3 separate regions of the Rattus norvegicus genome follow, and all the other regions are linked to region 3. A link is a contact called in public Hi-C data. All regions are on one chromosome and are shown on one strand. Each heading gives the region's core, a stretch centred on a gene start, on an enhancer-like site or on the middle of the called end of the contact. The rest is flanking DNA. Distances are from core to core; before and after follow the strand shown.

Region 1 (4,341 bases), core at 730-3,229, 470 kb after region 3:
TGCCCCTTTTCTCTCTATATATGTGTGGTGGTTTGAATAGGAATGGCCCCCATAGACTCCTGTTTGGATCCTTGGTCCATAGAGAGCTGCACTAGTAGGAGGTGTGGCCTACTTGAAGAAACTATGTCTGTCGCTGTGGCTTTGAGTTCTCATACACTCAAGCTACAGCCAGTGTAATACACAGCTCCTTCTGCTGCCTGTAGATCAAGATGTAGAACTCTTGGCTCTTCTAGCACCATGTCTCCCTGCACACTGCCAAACCTCCTGCCATGAAGATAATGAACTGAACCTCTGAAACTGTAAACTGTCCCCGATTAAGTGTTTTCCTTAATAAGAGTTGCCTTGGTCATGATGTCGTTTCATAGCAATAAAACCCCAACTAAGACACTACCCTACCGAATCCTTAACTTTTAAAATTTGATGATTGTGTGTGTGTGTGTGTGTGTGTGTGTGTGTGTGTGTGTGTGTGTGCGCGCGCGCGCGCGCGCACGTGTTATGGCACATGTGGTGGTCAGAGGACAACTTTCAGGAGCAGTTTTTCTCCTTCTACTGTAGGTTCTGGGGTTTGAACTCAGGTCATCAGGCTTGGCAGTGAGCTCCTTTAACTTCTGAGCCACCTTACCAGCTTGAATGTGTCCCTTTAAACACACTTTCAATGGCTGGCTGGTTATCTTCCAAATAATATCATTTTATTTAGTATTACTGTGTTTTAAGTGTATGTGAAGGTATGTGTGCATGTGTGCCATGGGGCATGTGTTCAGGTCAGAGGACAACTTTGGGAAGGTGGGTCTCTCCTTCAACTGTATCTTCTGGGGCATGAAGTCAGTTCATCCTGCTTGCATGGCAAACACTTTTAACCTTGAGCCATCTCAGTGATAACCAGTAATAAATTCTTGACACTTTCCATCATTTTTCTTATGGCATCTGATTTTTGTTGTGTTTTTGTGATGAGGTCATCTAGCCTTGGCTAGCTTGGAGCTCCCTATGTAGACCAGAATGGCCTAGAGATTCCCCAGCCTCTGTCTTATGAGTGCTGGGACTTAACTACCCTGCCTGGTGGTTCAGATGTTTTTGTCTGTTGTTTTTGAGTTTTGAAACAATGTTTCTCTGTGTAGCCTTGACTGTCCTGGAACTCATTCTACAGTCTAGGCTGATCTCGAACTCAAGAGAACCTCCCTTTGCCTCCTGAATGCTGGGATTAAAGGTATGATGCCAGCACTACCTGGCTCATGTCGGTTTTTAACCTGATGGACTGGGATCATCTTGGCCTCCCTTATTTACTTCCTTATATATTTATTTTACAGGAAGGGAGTGGGAAACCACCCTCTCTAAAAACAATTATTCCTCTTACTATTTCAACTTTCAGTTGAAACCAACAGCCAGTCCTCAGCAGTCTTACGGCATCCCTTAGAGAGCTCCCACATCAGTTTCAAGTGCATGGATGCGAGTCTATGAATGAGTTTTCATTTTAAAACAGTTTCAGGTCATTGTAAGCTTTGGCAAAGAAAACATCACACCGTGCGGTGCTGAGTTAGCCAGCCTCTCCCAGGAGTATGCCAGGCAGGCTGTTCCTGCGGATAGAAGTCTCAAGCGCCACTTAGCACAAATGAAGTATTTAACCAACGGGAGGCAAATTACCTCAAATTATCTAAGGTGGTCTCCAAGCCCAAACAAATGAGATGCTGCATCTGTTGCTGCCAGGATCTGGTTTCTGGTCCTGGACTATCTATCTGCACAATTGAGCCACCATAGACCAAGCTGGATTCAGACTTTGCCATCTCAAGGCTGTGCCACCATTGGGCAAGCATCCTGCTCGCTTCTGCATGACGGGATCACTGGGTTGTGGTAACGGCTTAATGAAATTCTGCGCACAAATATCTCATCACAGAACCCACAGCAGCAGGTGAGGAAAGGAGTTTTGGCGGGAAGGAAGGGGGCGGGCTCAGGGTGGAGGAAGGGGTGGGTGCAAGTTCCATGCTTGGTCCCGCAGGGACACAGAATTGCTAACACAACCTTTCTGGTCTCCTCCGGGAAACCGTGCTTTCCCCTAAGCAATCTAGGGCTTGCACATTATGAGCAAACTGCTTTGGGACACGGGAGTCTGGATGCTTTCCGACTTTCTCGGGACACGCCCTACTCCACTTCGCCCCGCCCCGGAAGTTGACTCCAGCGGGTTTTGGCGCGCTTTCCGAGTCCCGGGAGTTCGGGTCGATGACACGCCTTTCTCCGTGCTGCGGGATGCCCGGACCGACCGCTCCACGGAGGACCCGCGAGGAAGTGGACGCGACGCTGCAGGTCGCCAAGCTAAATGCCGCCGAGTTGCTGCCCACTGTGCACTGCCTGAGCTTCGGCTCCGGGACCAGCGGCGCGGCCACCGGCGACTTCTGCCTGCTGGAGCTGGAGCCAGCACTGTGCCAGCAGCTGGAGGCCGGGGACAGGTGAGCCGGGATGGTGGGGTCGGGGTGCACCGATTCCCAGGCTTCACAGAGGCCTCCCACTTGCTGCGTGTAGCCGGGGGAACTCCGGAGGAGGAACTGGTCCGGAGAGTTGCTTTGATTGGGCCCGTTCTGGCCGGTGGGCGGATCCTCAGCTGCTGTCATCTGTGCGGAGGGATCAATGCTTCTGCTAGACTGACTTGATAGCAGGACTGCACTGAACTTGGAGACGGATGCCAGCGGGAGAATGTCAAGAAGGAAGATCGGGGGGTTTTGAAGGGCTTAGTGGTGATGCCAAGGACTCTACCGAACACTCGGGCTATCTCTGAGTATAGTGGCAGTACCTATGTAGAGAGTACCTGGCTTGCACTTGGGTTTCTTTTACTTGAACAGTAAGTAGGACAAAAGAGGCAGAAGTTTAAAGCCTAACAGACTGCTGTTGCTTGTGACCCGGGGTTGTTTGGGGTCACTTACTGAGGATCTGGAGCTGTTTTTAATTCCGGGTCAACTACAAAGTTGCTGGCAAGACCTTGGATTTTAAAATCTAGGCCTCTGGCTGGGCTAGTCCTGGTTGAGTGGTAGAGTATTTCCGTTATAGGCTTCTAGAACTCAGCGTACCCCTCACTTTTAGTCTTTTCTTTTCTTTTCTTTTCTTTTCTTTTCTTTTCTTTTCTTTTCTTTACTTTACTTTACTTTACTTTCCTTTTCTGAGACAGGGTCTCATGTATCCTATGCTGGCCTTAACTAGCCTGGGATGACCTTGAACTCTTGGTCTTACCTTTCTACTAACAAAATATTTCCAAGTGGGAGTAATAGGATGTAGAAATGACTGTTAAAGAGTAGGTACTTGGACCCAATAAACATTATTGGCACTAAGAGTCTAAAAAAACCAAAACCAAACCAAAAACCCTTTTACTCTTTATACTAAAGTTACGTTTTAGTATAACTCGAGCCTTATATTTTAGATTATTTATTGTTATTTAGTTAAGGGAAGTGAACTGTACACAGTTTTAAAGTGCACCGTAAGCAGCGAAATCCCAGAGCCAACACCCTACCATCTTTGTCTTTGCTCCCTTCCCTCCTCACCTTCATCTTCCCTTCAGCTACGGCAAACTTTCCTTTGTAGACATAGTTCTCACGTAGTGCTGCAGTCTCTCCTTAGGTCCCAGCTTCTCTGCCATATAGCTGCCGACTAGGCCATGCTGTGTGCCTTTGATTATGCAGAATAAAGCATGGATGACTTGAGTGCTACCAGCTGTCTGCTCTGGGAACTTGTTAGAGATGCAGAGTCCTAGGTCTGATCCACACCCATCATATCGGAGCCTGCTTCCTTTCAGCACTCCCTACCACATCTCTACGTGAGAAGTGCAGTACCACATTAGCCTGCTTTAGAAGACTTCTTTCTTTTGCTTTTCGGTTTGTCTGGTGCTTTGGTTTTGTCATTGTTTTGGTTTTAGAAAGGATCCTAAGTAGATCAGGCTCACTTCAGACCCACCGTCTGCCATCTTACTTCGTAGCCTTGAAACTCCTGATCCTCCTGCCCCCACCTCCTAATTGCTAGGTCACAAGTGAGTATGACTGTTGGCCCGTCAGCCAACTGAATACCACAGCATCTTGATGAATTATCTTTTGATTTTTCTCAGCATGTTTTTGGTGATATTCGACCTTCAGGTCTCTTTGAATCTTTCTGGCCTGTATTAGTTATTTTTCTTTGCTTAAGTACCAGAAAGCTAGCTAGCTCTCACATATCCCAGGATATTTTTTAAGGAATTATGTATTTATTTTATGTATATAAGTACACTGTAGCTGTCTTCCTACACACCAGAAGACAGCATCAGATCTTATTACAGATGGTTGTGAGCCACCATGTGGTTGCTGGGAATTGAACTCAGGACCTCTGGAAGAA
Region 2 (4,255 bases), core at 1,060-3,559, 360 kb before region 3:
TTTATAGAGGTAAGACAGTGGTCAAGTTTTAAGTCCTGTCTGCTATTTATTAATTACATGCACCAGGTAGGTTATTAAACCTGAGCCTCCACTTCTTCAACAGTAAAAAGGAGTGGCCATTACAGAATTGGCCCTCCAGTATTGTCCAGAGGATTGGACTAATATGTGGAGAGTACTTAAGATGGGAACTGTAATTACAATCCAACTAGCAAAGCCACATGCATGCCTCAGGCCTCATGCTATTCACCACTTGTCTCCTTCCTTTCTGATGTAACTTTCAACCAGGAACATATTTTCTTTCCATAAAGGTGTGCTTACGCAGAAGAAAATGCGCTTAGCACAGAGATTCATAGAAAAAGCCATCCCAGAGCCTGCCATTTCTAATGGCTAATAGATCAATTACTTTGTGGGTGTGTCTGGCATGCATCCATTGCACAGTCACAAAAGCAAAATGCTAGGATGCTGGCTAGGGGATTTCTGGTCCACGGGCAGGTTAGTTTTGATTTTTCCATCCTCACATTGGCGTTCTGGTACCTATGCCAACGTTAGTGTTTTATATTTGGAAAGCAAACACTTAGTGATGAAGGGCCTGAAACCTCAGCCTCCAAACCAAAGGCCAAATATCTCTCTCTCTCTCTCTCTCTCTCTCTCTCTCTCTCTCTCTCTCTCTCTCTCTCCCTCCCTCCCTCCCTCTCTCTCTCTCTCCCTCCCTCCCTCCCTCCCTCCCTCCCTCTCTCTTTCTCCCTCTTTCTCCCTCTCCTTCCTGGTCCTGTCTGTCTGCCTCTCTCTCTGTCTCTGTCTCTCTCTCTCTCTTTCTGTGTGTGTGTGTGTGTGTGTGTGTGTCTGTCTCTGTATGTGTCTGTGTCTGTGTCTCTGTCCCTTTGTTTCTGTTTGTCTCTGTTTCTTTGTGTCTGTTTCTGTGTGTCTCTGCGTGTTGTCTGTATGTCTGCCTGTTTTTCTCTCCTCTGTGTGTTTCTATGTGTGTCTCTGTGTGTGTGTCTGTCTGTCTGTCTCCTTGTCTCTTTCTCTCTTCTCCCCTCCCCACCGCCAGCTTTCTTCCCAACAATGGTGTCATCTGTGTTGTTTCCCTGGCTAACCCAGTCCAGCAGAAAGGACTGAAGAACTCCTTGGGGCTCCTGGCCCTGGTGTGGGCAGGTTTGCATGAAAAAAATGAAGACTTTCTCTTTTGAAATATGGAAGGGTAAAACTTATAGGAGGAGGACAGTGGAAAGCTCGATGTGAGCTGTAGTGACAAGCATTTTCACCGAGTTCTGTAACCCTGCCTGAGACTTCACAGTGTTTTCGAGCCTCCCTGATTAAGTCTGGAAAGAACTGGAGCAGTTTACTACTCATACCCATCAGTGAGGTAATGACATGCAGGTCACCAAAGACCCTCTTCCTACTGCCATCTTATCAGGTGAACTTCGCCTTCCAGAATGAGCAGATTCTGCATTTTATTCTGTCTTCTGGGGAAAGGAGAGAGAGCAGCAGGAAGACCAGTAAGTCTTAACACAGTTTAAGTAAACTGTGTGACCTGCTTAAGGTAGGCGGAAGAACTCTGGGATGCCCAGCTATGGCTTGGGTTACAGTTAAGGTGGCACTTCCTGATTGGCCTAGGATGAGAACCAAGAATTACAGTGCTGTTACCTTGGGACAGAGCAGAGTAAGAGCCAAACAAGCAGTTTCGGGGAACTTGGAGAATGAGCTTATTCTTAGTTTTTGAAGAAGACATTTCCAATATGGAATCTGAGAAAGAGGACGCCCTGAGAAGCATTGGGTGGAGTTGGGGGACGTATGGAGCAATACAAAAAGCAGACATTGAGTTAGACACTTGTCCTGGAGATGAGGCAGGCAGTGCCCTGTTGAAATTCAGAGTAGATACCGAAAGAAAGTCCCCTTGTCTTCAAATTCCCCTTACATTGACTTAGAGAGTAGGGATACCCTGGCTTGGTGAGGCTTCATTCTGTGTTCTTGTGACAGCTTTCCCCTCGCTCCTGGCGCAGCCTAGAATCTCTCTCCGCAGTTTCCTTTCCAGAGGCCTGGGAGTTAAGAGGATGAGAACTGAGGACTTGGGTCTTCAAAAAACTGCGGGAGGAGGGAGAGGAGTTGAATCAAGAGGACAGAGTGAGCACACCTGCAAAAGGTGAGCGTGGAAGCCCGTCAAAAATGGAGAGTTGAGAGGAGAGGGAGTTGCTGCGGGGTGGATGTAGTGGCTTGTGACCTGGTAGGTTTTGGGGAGCTGCGGCAAGGTGCAAATGCGAACTGAGGCACCCGGGTCTGAGACAGCGCGACGTGGGAGTGTGACGCTGCAGTGGCGAACAGGTGAGCGGCTGGGGCTCCGGGTCCCCGCCCCTGCCTCCTCCTACCGGTTCTCAATAGCACTTGGCCGCTCCGCGGCTCCTCTCGGTTTGGGGTTTTGCAACTGGCAGCTGGCTTTTTTCCCTCCTCCCCTGTCGAGGGCTCTCCTTCTTCTTTTAGGTTGCTCCACCCCGCCCAGGATCAGGCGAGGGGGGAACAAGCTCCGCCGCTGCCAACTGGCGCCCAGTGCAGCCGCGAACACGGGGAGTGGAGTCCGGGATCCAAGAGCGCGCTGCGGGGCATCTGCTTCTTCCACGCCCCAGCTACCCCGAGTCCTCTCACCCTCACCCCTTCTCCACTTTTCCCCCGTTTGCAATCACATGGCATTTTAAGAATGCTGGAAAGATGGCGGTAGCGGCAGCGGCAGCGGCTGTGGCTGCGCCGGCTGGCGGTGGAGGCGCCCGGGCGCAGCGGAGCGGACTGTTGGAAGTTTTGGTGCGGGATCGCTGGCATAAAGTTCTGGTGAACTTGAGCGAGGACGCCCTGGTGTTGAGCTGCGAGGAGGGCGCTACGGCGTACAACGGCATAGGGACTACCACCAATGGTTCGTTCTGCAGGGGCTCCGGGACCGGGCACCCGGGCACTGGTGTGCCTCAAGCCCCGGACTCTCCTGCCGGGGTCCGCACCGCCTTCACCGACCTGCCAGAGCAGGTGCCTGAGTCCATCTCAAACCAGAAGAGGGGCGTGAAGGTCCTGAAGCAGGAGCTGGGCGGGCTGGGCATTAGCATCAAAGGGGGCAAGGAAAACAAGATGCCCATACTCATCAGCAAGATCTTCAAGGGGCTGGCAGCCGATCAGACCCAAGCCCTGTACGTGGGCGATGCCATCCTGTCAGTGAATGGAGCAGACCTGCGGGACGCCACCCACGACGAGGCAGTACAGGCGCTGAAGCGCGCAGGCAAGGAAGTGCTGCTGGAAGGTAAGGGGTTAACCTTGCGCGGGCCTTACCCCGCAGTACCACTCACACTACTGCCCATCGGCGCACTCTCACTCACCAGCCACTTCCCCGCAGCCCAAGGACCCCACTGTGCCTGTGTTTTTGCAAAGGCAGTGACAGGCGTGGACTTTTTTTTTTTTTTTGACAACTTTTACTACCTGGGGACAGCTCATCTTCTCCACTCTGGCCCCGACCCAGGGCACTGTACTAAAAGATTGGACTGCCTGGGTTTTCCTGGCTCGGATGGAGTGCTTTAGTGCACTATTGTCGGAAGTTTCATACTTATCGGTACACGTGGTTTCATATTTTTTAGCTGCGGACAATCCAAGTGCAATGTGGAACCTGGGAAATGGGCCGGGAAATGGAGAATGGACGGATTTGCATCTGACCACATTGCAAAGCAGGGCCACTGACTCATGGTAGCTCTGGTACTTTTCTACTTTGGCAAAATTTTCACAGCCTGGGCAATCCAACTGTGAAACAGACGTGAAGGGTAAAAAAGCCAGAGAGAGGTGGCAGTATTTGAACGCTAAAACCCAGCCATGCTTTTTCCACTTCCTTTCCCTCCAGCACTGGAAAGAGTCCGTGAGGCCATGCAGTTTTCAGCAGTGCCAAAGGCTGGGAAAGATGTTGCCGATTTAGGCAGGAGTTCACTTCCCCTGCAGGGTGTTCAGCCGGTCAGTCCGGATTCCACGTTCCTCTGGGTGGAGAGCTGGTGAAGTGTTTTCTTTTTTCTGCTTGTGTCTCCCGGAGAAGTGTGAAATCCAGTCTGCATTTGTAAACAGATTTCCCTGCCTATGAATGTGAAGAACTTTCGAAACTCTGAAAATCTGGTGTCTTCAAGCCTATAATCATCCAATGGCTATAGACTAGGAAGTACCAGTTTGGATGTGGCAATATGGGGGGTGGAGGTGCGGGACTCACGATCAGTTTCCTTTTCCCCAGCTCTAGTTTTCTGTC
Region 3 (4,554 bases), core at 1,345-3,844:
CCTGTGTGTCACAGCTCTGTGTGGAAATCAGAAGACAATTTCTAGGCTCCGCTTGGAATGAACTCAGGTTATCAGCCATGGCAGCAAGCAACCCTATCCACTGAGCCATTAAAAACCAACAAGAGTTTTTAATTAGCTTTGATAAGAATGTTACAGGTCATGGAACAACTCTAATGTCTAATTGATTATTGTATTGGAATGATCTCTCATGCCTTCAGTACACTGTCACTTGCAGAGTTCTGCATTACTGGGGTAAAGGTGTGTCTTATAAGAAACATGCACATATAAGCAGAAAGAATACTTTCATGAGAACCCAGTCTAGAATATTCTCAAGAGCTCTTTTACATACACATTTAATGCATGAATGAGGGAAAATCTTTGCTGCAATAGTAGCACTGTCTAAACTTCACCAACTTCAGAAATTAATACGAGTACCATTAGAACTTGGACAATAGGCTAGTGCAGCACCTACATACTGGAAATCAATCCTTAGGGGCGAAAGCTGCCCAAGAAACTGAAGGTCCTCTAATAAGGAAGGGAACAGATTATAACAGAATCATGAGAGCTGCAGCTCTCAAAATGACATTTTTCCTGCTATCTATAAATATTTCCAACAGCTTTTAGGATTTGATCTGTCTCCATATTCCTATTGTCTGGGCCTTTAAAGGATATTATCAGATAAAGAAGGAAATTATTAAAGCAAATAGAGCTATTTGTAAAATGCCAATAGAGCTAAAAGTAGGAAAGATTTCTTGCCCAAAAGAGTCAGATAACTTCAAAAGGTCAAAGCAGTTGAGAACTGAGAGGAAAAACACTATCTTTAGCAAGCACAAAGTTGTTTTTGTTTTAAGATAATCAGTAAAAGTGGACAAGAAATAAAACACCCACGTGTGGTAATGTTAAGTCAGAGTAGGAACTTTAACAATGTGTCCACAAGCAGGGCAGTGGTGGTGGCCCATGCCTCTAATACCAGCACTAAGGAGACAGAAGCAGGTGAATCTCTGAGAGTTCAAGGCCAGCCCGGTCTGTAGATAAGAGTTCTAGGAGAGCAAGAATTACACAGAAGCAGAACTCAAGTTGGAAGTCCAGAATAACTTTTATAACAACTTACAACATTTGAATATCAGGAATAATAATGTAGTTGAAAATTTAAGATACCCCCATATCCCTGTGCCTCATTCAAAGTCAACAAGTATTTCTTATACTCCTAGGCTATCAAACTAACTGATTTCCAATAAAATGCTGTGTCAGACTTTAGGGGGGAATTTCATTACACTGTTGTACTTACCGGGGAACGTACTATCATCTGGATGGATTGAATCATTAATGCTTCTCTTCAAGAGGTGATAAATATTGGTTGCTGTCAAATCTATAAAAATAAAGACCTAATTCAGTGGGCTCAAGAGTTAACATAATCTAGGTCTGTTTCAATTTCACTACCAGAGTATCTGAAGGCCAGTAAGTTGTATATACCATATATATGTTGATCAAGTCTATTCTAGTGCTGACACAGCAGAGAAAACAATCAACTCTCCAGATTTATATATGCTAATCAGTAAAAGAAATCAAAACTTCCTTCCAAAAGATGTATATATGAACTATATACTTTTCTTCCTCAAAATGTCTGCTTAATCGAAACAAAGAAAATGTAATAAAGACTAGTCAGGTACATCAAAAAACAATGCAAACAAAAAACTAAAAGCAGCTAAAAATCTTTTAAAACCGGTCATTCCTTTTTTTTTTCTTTTTTTTTTTTTTACTGTGGCATGTTCCCTTAATAGAATGGAAACTCAGATCTGCAAAACCTATCGTTTCTGTATTTTCTTCAAGGTGGTACACCAAGGGTTACTACTTTCTAAATGCATACCTTCCCCAGAAAGCAAAAATTCGATTACTATGCCACCAGGAGATTTAACCGGGTAAATATTCAGTTTGCCAAGCACTTGGGACACTGGCATCCAATACCCACAATTTTATATCTTTTCCATTGACATTATACTACTGTTCAGTTCTTATAAAAACTACTTCAGAGAGTTGTATGTTCCCGGGACCATTCGACCTATGCTCCTCCCTCCGGGACTTCAGAAACTCAAATCCTTCCCTCCCCACCGGTCTTTCCCGCCTCTTCTCAGCCCAGAGCTTACGAGGCTGTTTCTCGGTGCTCTCCAGGGATGACGCCTCAGTCCCGGGCTCCATCTCCCCACCAGCCACGGATCGGAACTTTCCTTCCCTCCAGCTGACCAGCAGCAAGTACCGATCCATCTTCTTCGCACTCAGGCTCAGTTTTAGGTCTCAAAAGAGCCGCGCGCAACGCGCACTTCCGGTTTCCTGCCGCTTAGGTTAGCTGGAAAATACTGTCCTACGTTGGTTTTCCTGCCAATTATTTTGGGAAATTATTCTCTCAGTAGCCACACTGTTTGCTCCTTTCATAACGAAACGGCTACCGGCGGGGACCCGAGAGTAGCAGGGAAGCGGATGAATGCACGACAGTGATAGGAACCTTCGTGTTCGGGTTTCTCTGTTTCCAGCCGGACAGATTGTGCTTGTGCCCCGGCTGGGCCAGAGCAAAGGAAAGGACGCTGTAGGTTGGGGAGCATGTCTAGCTTCTCAAAGGCGCCCCAGGTGAGCTTGCACGCTTCGGGCAGGACAGTGTGCTCTGTACGATGGCGAAAATGAAGAGCAGTGGTTCACAAGGATTTGATACAGAGGCTGAGCATTCAAGGAAGCTGACTCCTGTAGCCAAGAGCTGCTTTAGGAAGTCACATACCAGAGAGTTGTGAGTCTGGCCACCACTTGATATCCTTGTTTTGTTGCTCCTTTCTCTCTTCAGCCTACCCCTTTCGTGTCTTTAGTTCCTTGAGGAGAGAACTAAAGTAAGATAATAGTTTGAGTGACGTGGGGCAGTGAAAACCACTAAAATATGTTTATTTTTGTTTAGTACAGTGGAGACGGGGGTGGGGTGGGGGTGGAGCTGTAACTGATGCAGTGTAGTGCTTGCCTAGCATACCGGAAGCCCTGGGTTCTATCCCAAGCACTGCATAAATCTGTAATTGTAGTGCACGCATGGAAGGTGGAGGGACAAAGATCAGAAGTTCAAGGCCAACCTTGAAATCGATCTGCGCTTTAAAAAGAGTTTAAAAAGGAATGGAGACCTGTTGTAGGGTTTTGACCTTGAAGTCTTATCAAAAGGATTAAGCACCCTTGATCACAAGACTGTTCACAGATGGGGGATCTTTGAAAGACAAAACGGAGAATTCAGTTAGAATGCTATTTCTAGTATGCCACACAAAATACTCTGTATTAAGTAGAAGAGAAAGAATTAGTTTCTGGTATGTTAATCCAAGATGATTCCTAGCCTGATGCTACTTGAAGTACATCTCCATTAAATGTAGTTGTTACCTGTCTGTAATGAGGTAAATACCAGATGTGAAAGTCAACACTTTAAAACTTTGACGTTGAGTTGATGTATGGCAGCATTTGCATTGTTTATCAAGCTTTTTTTTTTAAAGCATTAGTCCTCATGGGATGGGGTAAACTTGCCTTCTGCATATGTGTAGGATAGTTTAAAGTTGAGGATAACCAATACGAAACCACAAGCTTAAGTGTATTTTTCTAGCATATAACTTCTGTGTGTATGCATATGAACGGACCTGGACAAGGTCTTTCTGGAACAGAGATAATTTCCTTAGTTTGGAGACATTGAAGCCAGTGATTTTTATCAGATGACCTAAAGATGTCTTGGAAGACAGGCCTGTAGTACCAGCTATTCTAGAGAATGAAGTGGGGAAAGTTCTACATTCAAGCCTTTGGGAGCTACAGAGTAAACTCAGGCCAAGCTGAGTAACTTAATGAGACTCTGTCTCAAAAGCATGGAATAGGGGCTAGTGAGGTATCTCAGGGGTAGAGTGCTTGGCTGTTGTCAAGTATATCCCAGTCGTCACGCACACAGACATGTTGAACCTCAGCTATACTTCTCTGATTGCATAGTTGCCATTAGCTCTCCTGGAACTGAGTTCTTGAGATATCTTCAGTTGCCAATTAGCCTCCCAGCTTTCTGTATAACATGCCTGACTATCCTAATACAACAATGGGAAAAGACTTCAGAACTGATAATGAAAACAAAATATACACATGCTCACACACACACACACACACACACACACACACACATGCACACACACCAAAAAAAAAAAATTAGTGATAGTCTGTTTTTCAAAGTGATTGCTGGCATTGATTATAGAATATGCATGATAGCATGTTGTAATGTTTTTAATTATTTCCATTTTTAAGTAGAATTTTCTTCATCCTTTTCTTTGTTTTCTAGCAATGGGCCACTTTTGCTCGAATGTGGTATCTCTTGGATGGCAAAATGCAGCCCCCTGGCAAACTTGCGGCCATAGCATCCAATAAACTTCAGGGGTTACATAAACCAGTGTACCATCAGCTGAGTAAGTATTATCTTAGTCCTAGCAGCAGCAGCCATGGTTTACACTCCAGAATAGGACTGTGTAAGGGGTCCTTTCTGTGCATATATGAGGATTCCATACTCTGTTC

The links. A called contact is a pair of places that touch in the nucleus more often than the background predicts.
Region 1: a Hi-C map of liver shows a contact between it and region 3, with 5 times the contacts expected there. The contact joins the promoter of Dscc1 here to the promoter of Mrpl13 in region 3. A contact is called at or near these places in 8 of 12 Hi-C or Micro-C datasets (Schwann cells, frontal cortex, hepatocytes and 3 more).
Region 2: a Hi-C map of kidney shows a contact between it and region 3, with 4 times the contacts expected there. The contact joins the promoter of Sntb1 here to the promoter of Mrpl13 in region 3. A contact is called at or near these places in 5 of 12 Hi-C or Micro-C datasets (the Rat2 cell line, Schwann cells, frontal cortex and 2 more).

Annotation. Positions count from the first base shown.
Region 1 is chr7:88,385,611-88,389,951 of GRCr8, reverse strand. It overlaps Dscc1 (DNA replication and sister chromatid cohesion 1), which reads left to right and starts at 1,979. Exons shown (of 9, transcript NM_001305236.1): 1 at 1,979-2,438. The coding sequence starts at 2,239.
Region 2 is chr7:89,217,071-89,221,325 of GRCr8, reverse strand. It overlaps Sntb1 (syntrophin, beta 1), which reads left to right and starts at 2,309. Exons shown (of 7, transcript NM_001130542.1): 1 at 2,309-3,277. The coding sequence starts at 2,704.
Region 3 is chr7:88,860,861-88,865,414 of GRCr8, reverse strand. It overlaps Mrpl13 (mitochondrial ribosomal protein L13), which reads left to right and starts at 2,594. Exons shown (of 7, transcript NM_001006985.1): 1 at 2,594-2,622; 2 at 4,325-4,448. The coding sequence starts at 2,596. It overlaps Mtbp (MDM2 binding protein), which reads right to left and starts at 2,476. Exons shown (of 22, transcript NM_001130717.2): 1 at 2,145-2,476; 2 at 1,289-1,369. The coding sequence starts at 2,262.